2 separate regions of the Rattus norvegicus genome follow, and region 1 is linked to region 2. The links are chromatin contacts, called in public Hi-C maps. All regions are on one chromosome and are shown on one strand. The core of a region is the stretch at or near the end of the contact, and the rest is flanking DNA. Distances in the headings are between cores, read along the strand shown.

What was found. Hi-C and Micro-C count contacts between places; a contact is called where the count stands out from the background.
Region 1: a Hi-C map of kidney shows a contact between it and region 2, with 2.6 times the contacts expected there. The contact joins the promoter of Cntfr here to the enhancer-like site in region 2. A contact is called at or near these places in 10 of 12 Hi-C or Micro-C datasets (the Rat2 cell line, Schwann cells, frontal cortex and 5 more) and 1 of 1 datasets of contacts at active chromatin or transcription factors (oligodendrocytes).

What each region holds. Positions count from the first base shown.
Region 1 is chr5:61,654,460-61,660,721 of GRCr8, reverse strand. Cntfr (ciliary neurotrophic factor receptor) reads left to right here and starts at 3,804. Exons shown (of 10, transcript NM_001003929.2): 1 at 3,804-3,968.
Region 2 is chr5:61,507,198-61,514,370 of GRCr8, reverse strand. The region is part of intron 1 of Fam219a (family with sequence similarity 219, member A); the gene reads left to right. Among named protein-coding and RNA genes, the nearest start is that of Fam219a, 15 kb to the left of the region's middle. Within about 2 kb of position 1,415, at least 15 of the 93 cell types and tissues checked have an H3K27ac peak or open chromatin away from gene starts, as enhancers often do.

The sequences.
Region 1 (6,262 bases), core at 2,555-5,054, 140 kb before region 2:
TAGTGGAAGCCCCTTCATCAGTGAGGACTTAAGGGCCCCAGTGGGGCGTGAATCTGGTGGATTTCAGTTTGAATGCTTAGCCCCCTAGTGAGACTGTACCTCTCCCTAATCCTCCACCTTCAGAGAATGCCTGCCCTTTTCTGGTACTAGGGATTGGGAGGGTCAGGGCACAGAGGCAGTGGTCTCCACCATAGAATTCCAGAAGGAGGGGGTTGTTGTGAATGTGCCCCAGGTGCTGTCCCGAGATGGTGCTGGAGCTGTTTCAGGGTGTGTGTGTGTGTGGGGGGGGTAAGTCGCCTTTGGGGGTGGCTGGGCTGGTCCCTGACTTGGGGGGGGCTCTGGGCCCCCCTCCCTGGCTCGGCCCCGGGCTGTGTCGGGATCGGGTTTCTCGGCGCCTGGAGCCTCCGCGAGGCCGAGCTGTTCCCGGGCCCCGGCCAAGCCGCCCCGGGCGCTGGCACTGTGCGAGGAAGCAGGGGGGGTAAGGGGGGAATGAGGGGGGGCTGCGAGGGCGTTTACGTAACTGCCTTCCAGAGCCCGCCCCGACCCGCCAACCCCAGTGTGATTGAGAGCGTGTGTGACTGTGTGTGTGTGCGCGCCTGTGTGACACACGTTGCACTATGGCCGTGCCTTGTGTGTGTGCTAGAGATGTGCGAATCAGAGCTTCGGTTCCGTTCTTCCCGGAGCGCAGGCTTCTGGCTTAAGCAAGGGTCCCGTGACTCCTCATGTACCATAGTGAGGCTGAACATAAGCACTTTATTCAGTGAGACAGGGTGTGTGACTTTATGTGACCCCGTGTTTGGTGCTGCTAAGGCAGCCTGCGGGAGAGTGTAACTATTAGCTAGGAGGTTGCCTCGCCCTGGAACCTTCTGCTTAGAAATGGGACTTTTCTGTAGGAGCATTTGGAAAGGTGAGACCACACAGGTAGCCTTCCTTCCTGGGGACAGATCAGTACAACTGGGAAAGAGTCATTGCAGCCTACAGGCACGGAATGGCACAGTTAACTCTGGGGGTGGGTGGGTGCGTGTCAGTTTAGTTCACCCTGCCAGGACAGTGAAATCCTGGCTACAGTGCTCCATAAAACCCCAGGACAGTTAGTGATACGTCTTTGCTCAGTGGTAGAGCGCTTGCCTGGAACTTCCCGAGTGGGTTCCATATCGACCATCGCAAATGCAAATGAGCAAAGACACCTGAAGTCCAGGAAAACGTCTCCAGTGCCCCAAGGCCTCTCAGATTTACTAATACTGGGATCTCTATTATTGTGGGGTTTCCAGTCTGGGGGGTATTGACTTCCATATTGTCACAGGTGAAGCACATGGTGAAAACAGGTTCGACTGAGACACAGTTTGAGTGGTGTCCATAAGTGAGGTCTATCTTACCACGGTAATAGAAGGGGCTGGCACAAGTATGGAGTAGCCTGCTCTCTTACCAGGGGAGCTGGAAAGGGGGTGCGGCCAAAGGTGAAGGCCTAAGAAGCCTTGTTCTATCCATAGGCGGTGCAGACCCTCAGGCTTTAGCAAAACTGAGGAAGCACAGACTACTGAGTAGATAGGGCATCCGAAATGGCAGGAATGAAAAGCCACCAGTACGCTGTTGGCCCAGATCAGTAGGAAAAACCTAGGCACTGAGCTAGGTGACCACAGGATGGAAAGGGGATAGATATCCCCCCTGTTCCGTAGGTCCTCAAGGCCTCAGCGCCGAGCCGGAGTCTCAGCCCAAGAAAACATATCCAGCTCTTCCCGCCAGGTGTCGCTGTGGCCCCGGGGAAACGAACGCGTTTGGTGGTTCCGCTCCAGGAGCTGCGGTCCGACACACACCCCTCACCACAACCCTGAGTTCGACGTGCGTCCCTCCTCATGGTCCCCAACACTGAGTCGTATTCCTGGACTTGTGACGTCTGGTGCGAACAATGCGCCTGCATCAGGTGGCTGCGGCAGTGATGACGGTAGCCTCCCTGTGCCCTGGTGTCGTTCGTCGGGGTGTAATTCCTGTCTGCCCTCAACCCTCAACCTGCAGAAGGAGCATCTGAAAAGTTAAGTCGACCCACTCAGAATTTGAAGATCTCCGTGTTCGTTTGTCCGCCCTGTCCCCAGCCTGGTGTGAGCACGTAGTTTCATTAGCATCACATCTCCAGAACCTGACCTGGTCCAGGCCTACCATCAGCACAGAAAGACAGTTCTTGTGTGTGTGTCCATCACCTCGCTTCGTATTTCTTTGCACTTTTTGTACTCCTTCCCTCAGCTCACTTGTTAGTGTCTATATCCTGGGGACCTTAGGTGGGTCCAGAGAAGCTAGTAAGAGAGCGTCTACTGTGTGGGTGGTTATGCTCTGACCTGAGCTGGGTCCTTAAACCCTGGCCCACCCACTCTGAGCTTCAATCCAGCCTGACTCCAGACCGTTGTACGGTGGAGCCATGGAAGTGAAAGCGAAAAGCCCCGGCAGTGGCGGGAAGGTTTTTCCTCTGCAGTAGAGTCTCTGAGGCATTTGTTGGGAAAGGGCCCGGGCGCTGTAGGCAGCCTGCTGGGGAAGGGTGTGAAGAAACAGCGAGGTATTTCCCTCCCCTAGCCCTCAGCCGTGGAACAGTTCCCTGGAGGCGCAAGGCCCAGGGATTATGGGTCAAAGGCCAGTCGAAAAATTCAAGGGGGTGGACCTCTGGTTTCTGCCTTTAGCACCCCCCTTTCTAATGCGCTTTCGTGTGGCCTCGGGAGTTGATCAGGTTGTCAAATCTTAATCTCCCATATTGCAGACAGAACAGGGGCCTAGGTCTAGTGAAGTGAACACCCCGCCCCAAGGTGTGTGTGTGTGTGTGTGTGTGTGTGTGTGTGTGTGTGTGTGTGCGCGCGCGCGCGCTCCAGAGCCAAGCTCAGTTCACAGAGGGTTATGCTCTGCCCTGCAACCGTCCGACCAGGCAGTTAAGTCCCAACTTCTCTATCCCCCTCCTGGAGGCTGCTTTTCAGGCCCGATATCCCGGGGACGGCAGAGAGTCGTAGTAATGACAGGGCCTGGGCATCCATCCTGGTCCATTGGAGTCATGGAAGCATAAAGCCGGTTAACTCGGACAAGGGACCAGAAGGGGGGTGTCTTTGATGAGGTGGTAGGAACAGGGGAGAAGTGAGCGGGCTGGTTTAATGGGGACTTGGGGCTCTGCCTCGTACTCCTCTAGAGGATGCTAGCTAGAAGGACCCCAGAGTTGGTCCCGGGTGTGTCAGAGTGTCGGTGCGAACAGAGGGGCAGAACAGACGACTGTGTGCAGGAGAGACCTGGCCAAAGCTGAGAGTGTGATGAGCGATCACTTGGGGGTGGGTGCGCGCCCGGCCGCCCTAGGAGAGCGGGAGGAGTGGGTGTGGGTGTGCGCGCGCGTTTGTAAGACCCGCGGCCCGAGCGCGCGTGAAGCACGGGGTCCATAGCGGTCCAGAGGGCGCGCCGGAGAAAGGGCGAATGCGAGGGGGCCACGCGTGCCAGTGCGGGCGAGCGTGCCAGCGGGGGGTAGGGCGCCTGCCAGCGCGGGGCGAGTGGGAGTGGGGGCTCACAGGCCTGCGCGGGCAAGCGTGCCCCCGCCAGTGTGCCGCGCGTGCCAGGCGCGGGAACGTGCCAAAGCGGAGGCGCGCGGGGGCCGTGGCGGGGAGGGGGGTCGTGGTGCGCGGCAGCGGAGGCGCGGGGGAGACAAGGCGAGAGGGGGAGGGGAGCAAGGGCGCGCGCGGCCGAGCGGGCGCCCGCGGTCACATGGGCGAGGGAAGGAGGGAGGGAGCGCGCGAGGGAGGGAGGAGGATGGGGGGGTTAAAGCCGCGGAGAGCAGAGGAGCCGGTGCAGAGCGGGCGGCGGCGGCGGCAGTGGAGGCGGCGGCTCCAGCCGGCGCGGCGCGGGGTTCGGCAGTGGGATCCGGCCGCAGTGCTCACTCCGCGCTCCTGCCTCCCTCACCGCCTGCAGCGGCCGAAGGGCGCGGCGCGGAGCCCGAGTGGCCCGAGGGCGCGGTGAGTGTTCCGCGTCGGTCTGCGCGAGGCTTGACCCTCGAACGCTCAGGCGGACAGATCCGCGGCCCTCGTGCGTGCGGGTAAAGTGTGGGGACACGCGTGGGCCCCGCGGTCGGGGGAGGTAGGAAAGTTCACGAGAAACTTTGCCCGTAAACTCGGGGGCGGGGGCACACAAGCAGCAGCCCCCTACGTCCGGGCGCGCCAGGGGTTGGGCGTGGTGGTGGTGGTTGTGGTGGTGGTGGTGGTGGTGAAGCTGGGCGATCGCGGCTGGAGGGAGGTGGCCAGGGCGGTTGGTCCTAGTGTCCCTGTTCTTCCCACCCTTGAGCAGCATGCGCGGGGTCTGGGAAAATTCCAGAGCTAGGGGGTCGCAGTGACCCCCCACGCACCCAAAGCTTGCTTCTTTCTCGAGGGGGAGAAATCTGGACTTCAAAGTGCTCTGGAGTGTAAAGGGATGGCTGCGCTTCTGCCAGAGCCTGGGTATCCGTGTGAATCTGCATGTGGGGCGTGTGTGTGTGTGTGTGTGTGTGTGTGTGTGTGTGTGTGATCCTGCCTGTGGTTTTCTCGTGAGTCCTCCTGGATGTATGTCCACTCAGTGAGTCCCCTTCAGTGTGTCTCTTTGTAACTCCTCTGGTGTGTGTGTTTCCAAGCCTGTGGCATATCCCCAAGTGTCTCTTTTGTGAGTCTGCCCATGTGTGCCTTCTCCGGTGCTTCTGGGTGTCCCCAGGTTGTACAGAGTAGTGTATCTCCCCGTGCGTGGGGGGCTGGGCCGCGAGGAGGTCACCAGACGGACAGCTCTCCTCGACTCCTCTCCTGTGCCTAGCTTCTCCAGCGTCTAGCTCGCTGGCTCCCTGGGCCCCCTCCCCCCTCCAGTAGCTTCAGGCGGGCAGGACTATTTCACGCCTTGTTGAAAATTCAGGATTTTCTTTCTTTCTGTCTAGTCTCTCTGTTTGAGAATTCATCCCCCTCACCCCCCCGCGTGTGTGTGTGTGTGTGTGTGTGTGTGTGTGTGTGTGTGTGTGTACGCACGCACGCGAGTCTAGCACCTTATCTTGCCGGCAACACTGGGCATGTGTCTATATGCTGTGTTTCTTTAACACAAGTTGTTTTGCCTGTGATATATTTGTGTCTGTGTCACAGGATGTATTTGTGTGCTACATCCCCTGAGGTGGTAAGAGTTGAGAATACAGAGTGTTTGTGCCTTAGTCAACTATTGTGTGTCCTGGAGTCAGAAACATAGGGTGTATTTTTGTGTGTCTAACGGTGGGGCTTGCCCAATTGGCTATTCATGGGAATGCAGGGCTAGCTTGGATCTGGGAGGTGAGGGGAACAGTGAGTCTCTGAGTCTCCTATTTTGTCCCTGTCTTCACTCTGACAGCCCACACAAATCCTTTCTGTCGGTTTCCGAGGCTCTAGGAGGGATCAAGATGGAGCTAAGGGTTCAGACTCTGTCAGAACTGATACTCCAGTTGGGACTCTGAGCCTACCCAAAGACTAAAGAGTTTAAAGTTCACACTCAAGACTTCCTGTGGCTCTGGAATTCACACTCGGATTCACACTGGAACACTCAAACTCATTCCAGAGACGGGGGGGGGGGGGGGGGGGGAGGACAGGGGGCATGGGGGGGGTGTGCGGGGGTGCGTTACCCTCCCCGGGCTTGCATTCAGAGTCACACCAGGGGAGTGGGATTCACACACAGATTTGCCCTTACCTTCTGGGGGGGGTGTTCTCACTTCAGGTCTGCCCTCATTTTGGTCTCACACTTGTACTTTAGCTCATGAGCTCATGTTGAGACTTAGAACTGGCCCTCAGAAGCTCTGTGGGGCTCAGGAACTGGTACTTTGACTCTGTAAGACCATGGCGTGTTCTGGGGTTGACACTTCCATCCAGAAGACCCCGCCACATTCAGACTAGAGGCCCACATTCAAACTCACACTCAGGAAGAACGCAGGGCTCTGGAGTGAATGCAAGGGCTCTCTCAGGACACTGCAATCCCTGTCAGGCTGCCGTGCCTTCCATTCCAGTTCCACCCTGACCCCCATCTCTACAAATGGGGCTCATGTTCAAATTCAACAGCACTCATGTGGAGTCATGTGATGACCTTTGGTTCACACTTAGGTTCACATGGGGGAACTGGGGGGTTAGACTCAAGGGGCTAACCTTGGACTCGTACCAGGATCTGACTTAGAAAGGGAAACTGAACTCACACCCAGAACTTCCCAAAAGCCAAGAACTCACCCTGTTTATTTAGCAAGGAGTTGTTTGGGTCAGTCAGCCCCTGAGCCCACCTCTGAGCC
Region 2 (7,173 bases), core at 166-2,665:
TGGTCCACACTATGAGCAGCACTTGCTTTCTGTGATGAGCTTTTGCCCATCTCTCTATTTCTAGGCTGGTCCTCCAGACACCATCTGTTCTTGGCCTTTCTTCCTTTCTTCTGACAAGATGTAAGCATGCCATCTTTCACTCTTGTATATGACTTTTGTGTAAAGTGTGAAGGTGTATAAAGTCTTAAGCCTATCTAGATTCCTTTTTAAGAGAGAAGAAATAGATTTCCCAAGCACTTGACCCACCTTGCGAAGTACTTTGGGAGAGTTCTTGTTGCTCATTTGTATACCTGTATGCAGAGTCTGAAGACAGAATTAGCTTGACTGTTACCCAGGGACATTAGCCAGGGCAGAACTAATGTCCTGCTCTCCGGCCCAGGGTATTCCCTTTACAACCTTAGACCTAGTTCAGTTTTCTACATCAGGCTTCATGGGTCTCTTGAGACCAACTTCATCCCTCAAAGCTGTTCATTGTACCATCCATGCCAGCTTTCCTGCAGACCAGCCACCCCTTCTACCCCCTGTCCCCTATTGGTGCCTGGAGATTATTCTCCTGTGAAGAATTCTCTCCCGTCTCTGACCACTCAGTCAGCACACTCTTATCCATTCTTTAAAACCAGGACAACTCTGCTTCTCCAAAGAGCCTTCCCTGGCTATTGTTATGAACTGTTGACCAGTCTCAAGGCTCTAACCTCTCTCCAGTCTGGTATCTAACTTGGTATATAACATTCTTGGGTCAGGGTGTCCACTTCAGTAAGCTGTCCCGTGAGCCTTGTCCTTCAGCTTCTCCTCTATCTCCCTGGTAGGAAGCACCTACTAACCCAGGCCCTGACTGTTCGGAAAAGAAGAGATTCGGTCTTATGAAATGGAGTCACAGAAGACAGCTGGCTCATTTGAGGATGAGTAAGAGTAGACAGGAGTTGGGGGATTCTGAGGAATGAGTAGGTGGGAGCCAGGGAGCAGAAACATACATATTGAAGAATTGTGGGAGTTTCAGGGGGATACATGGATTGAAGAATTCATTCATTATTCAAAGAAACATTTTGAACATCTGCTGTATGTAAGACACTACACCAGAAGTAGGGAATAGAATAATCAAGAATGCAAACATGGCAAGCCAGTGGGAGAAACAGATCCTAAACAAATCAAGCACACAACCAAAATCACAGCGATAAGCTGGGACGTGTGGTAGAAACCCAAGAAAGGGTGGTATGAATGAGAGCAGTGGGGCGGGGTGCTTTCGAGAAACCACAGGATGAGAGGCCCTGGGGCTCTGACAGCCACTGTTTCTTGCTCTTTGGCTAGTCAGGGACTCCCCACTGAGGCCCTTCCAAACTGGCCTTTCTCCATCCTCTCCCTTTGCAACACCCGGTAAGTTTTCAGAAATGGGCACATGGGAGGACCAGTGGAGCCCTGCTCCCATTGGTGGCAAAACCTTTAACCACATTGGCAGCTCTGTTGTGGGACTGACTGGGAGAGCTATTAATAGTATAGTGATATTTAATATTTAATAAGCAAAGACAGACTCTGTTGATGAGTCCCCCAGCATTGTGTGGCTTGCATACATCCTCCTAGAGATGGGAAAAGTACCCAAGGTCTCAGAGGGAGGAGGTAGGGGGGATATCATTCTGGACAGCCTTTCAGCTTTAGCATGTCAGGTTCATGTTCTTAGCACAGAAGCTAACTATGACAGGGATTCTGTCTGGGCAGCCTACCTCTAGGTGGGAAAGTCAGCAGCTGTTAGCATGCAGATTGCACAGTTGATGAGGGGAGTCTTCACTGAAGGAGGAGGACCCCCAGAACAGTTCCCTGAAGATCCTAGCTTCCAGAGAACCTTCTCTGTTCTTGGCTGGCCTTTCAGCTCCCAGGCCTGGCTTTGTTTCAGAAAGTCTAAGCAGGAGTCATGGTGTGTGGCTAGTGGTTAGGGAGAGTAGGCAGAGGAGGAGGAGGAAGAGGAATTGTGTGATGGCAGATGGCAGGGACATGTTTCTTCTCTTCATCAAATGAGAAGGGCCCCCACCTCAGTGATGGGGCTGTGGTAAGGCTGCTTAGAGACAAACGAGCTCTCCTCTCAGAGGATGATCCCATGAGAGGGCAGTTACACAGAGAGCTATGAAGGGTCTCAGAGACCCTGTCCTTTCCCCTATCCCATGTTAGTGATTCCTGTTGTCACAATGGGACCTTCTTGGAGAGCTCACTGTTTATAGAGGGCAGGGCTTGTTGTGCTGCTAGTTCACTTTACAAAGGTCAGTGGTCAGACAGCATTTAAAAAGACCCTCCCCATGTCTGTGTGCTAGAAAAGGAGGCAGCCTATCCTGGCTTTGAGTTCTGTCCAACATTTTGTCACAGTACCTTTCAAGCATATGTTTACTAGGAAGTAAAATGAACCCTTACATATTCACAAACAACTTTGACATCATTCATCCATTCCCCTTGCTGACAGATAATTCTAATTCATGTTTACCATCGTCTTGGGTCTGTCTTTTTAATGTTATCTTTAACAGATTGTGATGTTTTCACATCTCTTAACATCATAAAACTCTCACTTAGCTTGCTTGCTGTTAGTCCATACATTGTACTTGGTTGGCCTTCCTTTTTCAGATTTTATCTGGGATGTGTGTGTGTGTGTGTGTGTGTGTGTGTGTGTGTGTGTGTGTGTGTGTGTGTGTATGCGTGCCCTTGACATTGAGATCAGAGAATAACTTTGTAGGGTCAGTTCTGTCCTTCCGTCTTTACTTAGGTTCCAGGGCTCCAAACCAGGCGTCAAGCTTGTGCCACGTGGGTTTTATGTGGTCCTTGTTGGCACTTACTTAATCTGTAGTCCCTCCTACCTTTTCTTTTCTTGCAGTTACCTCTTTGAGGGTCTTTTGTTATGTTTCCCACATTCTGGTTTGTGAGTGGCATCCCTGTGCTGTTTTTAGTCCTATTCTTCTCTCCCACATTTCTGTAAACCAGTAGTCAGAGTCCATGCCTGAAGACTGCTTAGTAGATGTGCTGTGCATGAGCCCAGGTCCCTCTGAGGTATAGTTGAGTACATCATCCTCAGCACACAGCTGGCCTGTGGTGTGCAGACTGATTGATGGGGTAGTTATCCTGATTACAGCCCATTACAGAGGTTCCTCAACATTTACCTAATGTCCTCAGCATCCCTGCTGGTCATTACCTCGGGCCATTATTTCATTAGGAGCTTCCTGGTGCCCATCAATAGCCCTGGTTGCAGGCCGTCTCTCCTTGGCATCTACTTTCCCCACACCATCCTTATGCCACACCATCATTTCCTTCTGCATCAACCCAAGATGGCTCTAACAGGTCTTCAGACCTCATGGACTCCATTCTGCTTCCTGGGTGATCTAGGCTTCCCTGAGGGGAGGCTCCCGACTTGGTTCTCTTCTCACCGAGACATCTCTGTGAATCCTGCTAGGGCCATGCCTGACCCACAGGCCATGCCTGAGGTGTGCAAGCAGCTCAGGCTGCTGCTTTCCTGAGAAAGTTCTGCACAGGAGCTGGGTTTTCTTCTCCTGCCTAGGACTTTCTCAGGAGCCTTCTTCTGTACTGAGGATAGTCTTCCACATTTGTTTCCTCAGCTTCCTGCCCAAGTCGGGGTTCTGGCAGGCACCCAAGCCTGGCTTCCTGTTTACTGGCTGGGAGAGGTTGAGGGAGGCATGGGAAGGGCAACCCCAGCTGTCATGTCCTCTTCTCTCTCCTACCAAGTTTAACTGCCTTTGGGAGCAGAACAGTTACCATCCTCTGGTACTTTGGCATTCCTACACCTCCCCTGATCACCGCTCCTCTTTGATTCTTCTGTTTCGAGGAGAGACTGTAGATCTTGTGCTCTGTGTACATGTGCTCTAGACAAGTAAAATGCAGGCATCATTTTCTCAGTGGCCAAATGACCAGAAAGCCCAGAGTCTGGAGCTGCTGCTTACAGACTAAAATCCACCCAGACCCCAACCCTGCCTATGTAAATCTTGTACCTGTAACACCCAGCGTAGTCTTCTGGTCACTATGTCCAATGACATCGAGCTTTTGATGTAGCAGGAAGCCTGAAAGGTGCAGGCTGGTCAGGGATTAGCTATCAGAGGCAGGAAATAGCAGGTACTGTATTTTGGTGTCCATTGCCCAGTGTGATGGTTTCTCAGCATCTGTGGGGAATTGGCTCTAGGACCAGTCCCTCTGCCAACACCTAAAACCATGGTCATTCAAGCCCCTTAGTTATTTGGTAGCCAAGCATGGTGGCATGTGCCTAGAGTCTCCACAATTCAGGGCTGAGGCAAGAGGATTGCTTGAGTACATGAGTTCAGTGCTGACCTGGACAACATAGGCAGACCCTGTTTCAAAGAAGAACAAAATTGAAAGAAACTTAGAGTGGCATACAGTGTACACACACTTCTTAATACTTGAAACCCTCCCAAGATTCCTTGCCATGACTAATACAATGTGTGTACCATGTAAACAGTTATTTTGTTTGGTTGGTTTGATTTGGTTTGGTTTTGAGACACTATCTTACTATGTAACCCTGCTGACCTGAAACTCAAAGAGATCTACCTGCTTCTCCCTAAGTGATGGGATTAAAGGCATGTGCCACCATGCTGGGTATAAATGGTTATTGTACTATATTGCTTAAGGTAATGATTTTTTTTTTGGTTCTTTTTTTTTTTTTTTCGGAGCTGGGGACCGAACCCAGGGCCTTGTGCTTCCTAGGCAAGCGCTCTACCACTGAGCTAAATCCTCAACCCCAGGAATAATGATTTTAAAAAGTCCATACATGTTTAGTCCAGACATTTTCTGCCTAATATTTCCAACTGAAGTTGAATAAGTATATACATAATTCACAAATTCACAGGGTCAACTGTAGGATTTCTGATAAGAGGAACCTTGGATGTCCACCCTGGTTCCTCCATCTGCCTGACTCTTCCTTGAACAGTGAGAAAGAACCTGAAGGGCCACATTCTGCTCCAAAAGCAGACCTGCCACATAGTACTTTTTTACTCCCCTCTCCTGGATGGCCCCAGCAAGAATTATGTGAAACCCAATCTCTTTCATCCCATGAAGAGAGATTATCAGTGATGTATAGTAATACACATCTGTGATCCCAACACTTGGGAGGCTGAAGTAGGATTGTGAATTTGAGAGCAGTCTAATCCATGCAGTGAGACCTTCTGTCACAAAATAATAAAACAGTCAACAGAAACCAGATGTGGTAGTGCACACTTGTAATCCCCAGTACTCAAGAGGCTGAAGCACGAGTCAGCCCAGGCTGCATAGTGAGTGGTTCAAGGTGAACCTGGGACCCATAGAAAAACCCTATCTGAACTTCTCAAACTCCCTAAAAAAGCAGAGGCACAAAGGAAATTGGGTTGCTAAGTAACGGAAGTCCCTTATCCCTTACACTTAAGCAACTTCTCCTGCCTGTAAACATGGGAGTCCTGAGCAGGGTATGGAAGAGAGCCCTGTAATCTCAGCACTTGGAGACAGAGGGGGAGGGGACCAGACGGCCAGGGCATCTGCAGACACGCAGTAAGTCTAGGCCAGCCTGGGATGCATGAGCTCCTGTCTGAAGAGAAAAGAAAAGGAAACTGCTCAAATCCTCGAACGACCTGCAAGGCCTCGGATAGTCGGATAGTCGCCTGCAGCCTTCCCTTCCAGCTCACCTCAAGCCCTGTCGCTTCCACCCTGGCTGCACCCCGCCTCCCTCTGCTTCCCCAAGTTCTGCTTCCTTTTGCTCAGGGATTGTACCCATAATTTTCTCCTGGAATGCTTTGTTCTGTACCTTCTACCTTGTTTGGGTTAACTCCAACTTGTCTTCTAAGCTTGCCTCAGGGATCTTCTCTCCTTGTGCTTCTCACAGATGTAATTAGGAAATATATGGATAAGTGTTCTGTTGCCATAAGGACTTATAAAGTCCAGGTTCCATGAAGGCAGAGACCACTTCTGGTATCACATTAAACCCCTGAAAGTACCTGTCATATAGTAGACTTTCACTGACTACCTGTTGAATGAATGAATGAATGAATGAATGAATGAATGCATGAATGAAAATTTCAGTTTCTGATCTCTTATTTAGTCACCTGTCATTCTGTCATATTTAACATGTGCCCTGCTATTAGTGAACATTTACCAGACACACAGCATTTCACTTAACCTTTGCAACTCTGTGAAGGGGGTATCTGCTTAATCTACAGAGGGGGAGCTGAGACCCAAGGTCACAGCTAAGTGGCAGAGCCATATCAAACCCAGGTGTGTGGCCTTGGAACTCATTCTCTTAACCGTAGTACCACACTGCCCCCTCTTGGCATGTCCCAGAGTTGCCACCGGCTTCTGGTTAATTTCAGCTGTGTAATGAGTACTTGGCAGAGCTGGCTGTGGAGCCCAGCTGTGGAAGGATGCGACACGGGGGATGGACCCCCACCTGGGCTGCTGCTGTTCTAGGGTCATGCATTTCGAGGGCCTGCTGCCCCATATGGTTTCCATGGACCCTTGGCCACCCCCGGGCTGTAACATAGCATCTTGTTTAGAGAAAAGAAGGACCAGCTGTTTAAATGACCTGTTCAGCAGTGTCCCGGGGAGCAAGCATGTGCTGAGTAAGATCCTAATAAAGATAACTGAGAGGGAGAATGGGTGTTTGTCTCAGTGATTTACTCACTAAAAGCTGCACTCTGGAAATTAGCTTGAAGGCATTCCTAGGACCTCGTGAGAGGAGGGCAATACCTCTTGGTCTTAATTACAGTAAAGCTCAAGTTAGCCAGCGTGCCGAGGCTTCTCTGGTGGCAGGGAAATCGGGACTGACTTTAGAGTAGATGGGAGCATGCAGATGAGAAATATGTGGTGTAAATATAACCCCAGCTCCCATGTGTGGACCGTGCCAGGCCTGGTGTAAAGTACTTTACATTCATTACTCCCTTCCATTCTCACACCAGCCTTGCAAACTAGGGAATATTTCATCCACAGAAGGAAAGAGGCATTAATAAAAATAGCTTACCAAAAGTTATAGGACAGCTGGTCTTCCTGACTTCCAAACCAGAGCACGCCATAAACCAAGTTGGTGAGGATAGACAACTGACAGTGGTCCTGTGTTTAGAAATTTGGTTAAACTAGAAAAAATAGGCAAATGTATTCTTTTACTAGCCATTATAATTGTTTCTGAGTAAACACATCTAGGTGTGGTGGTCCATG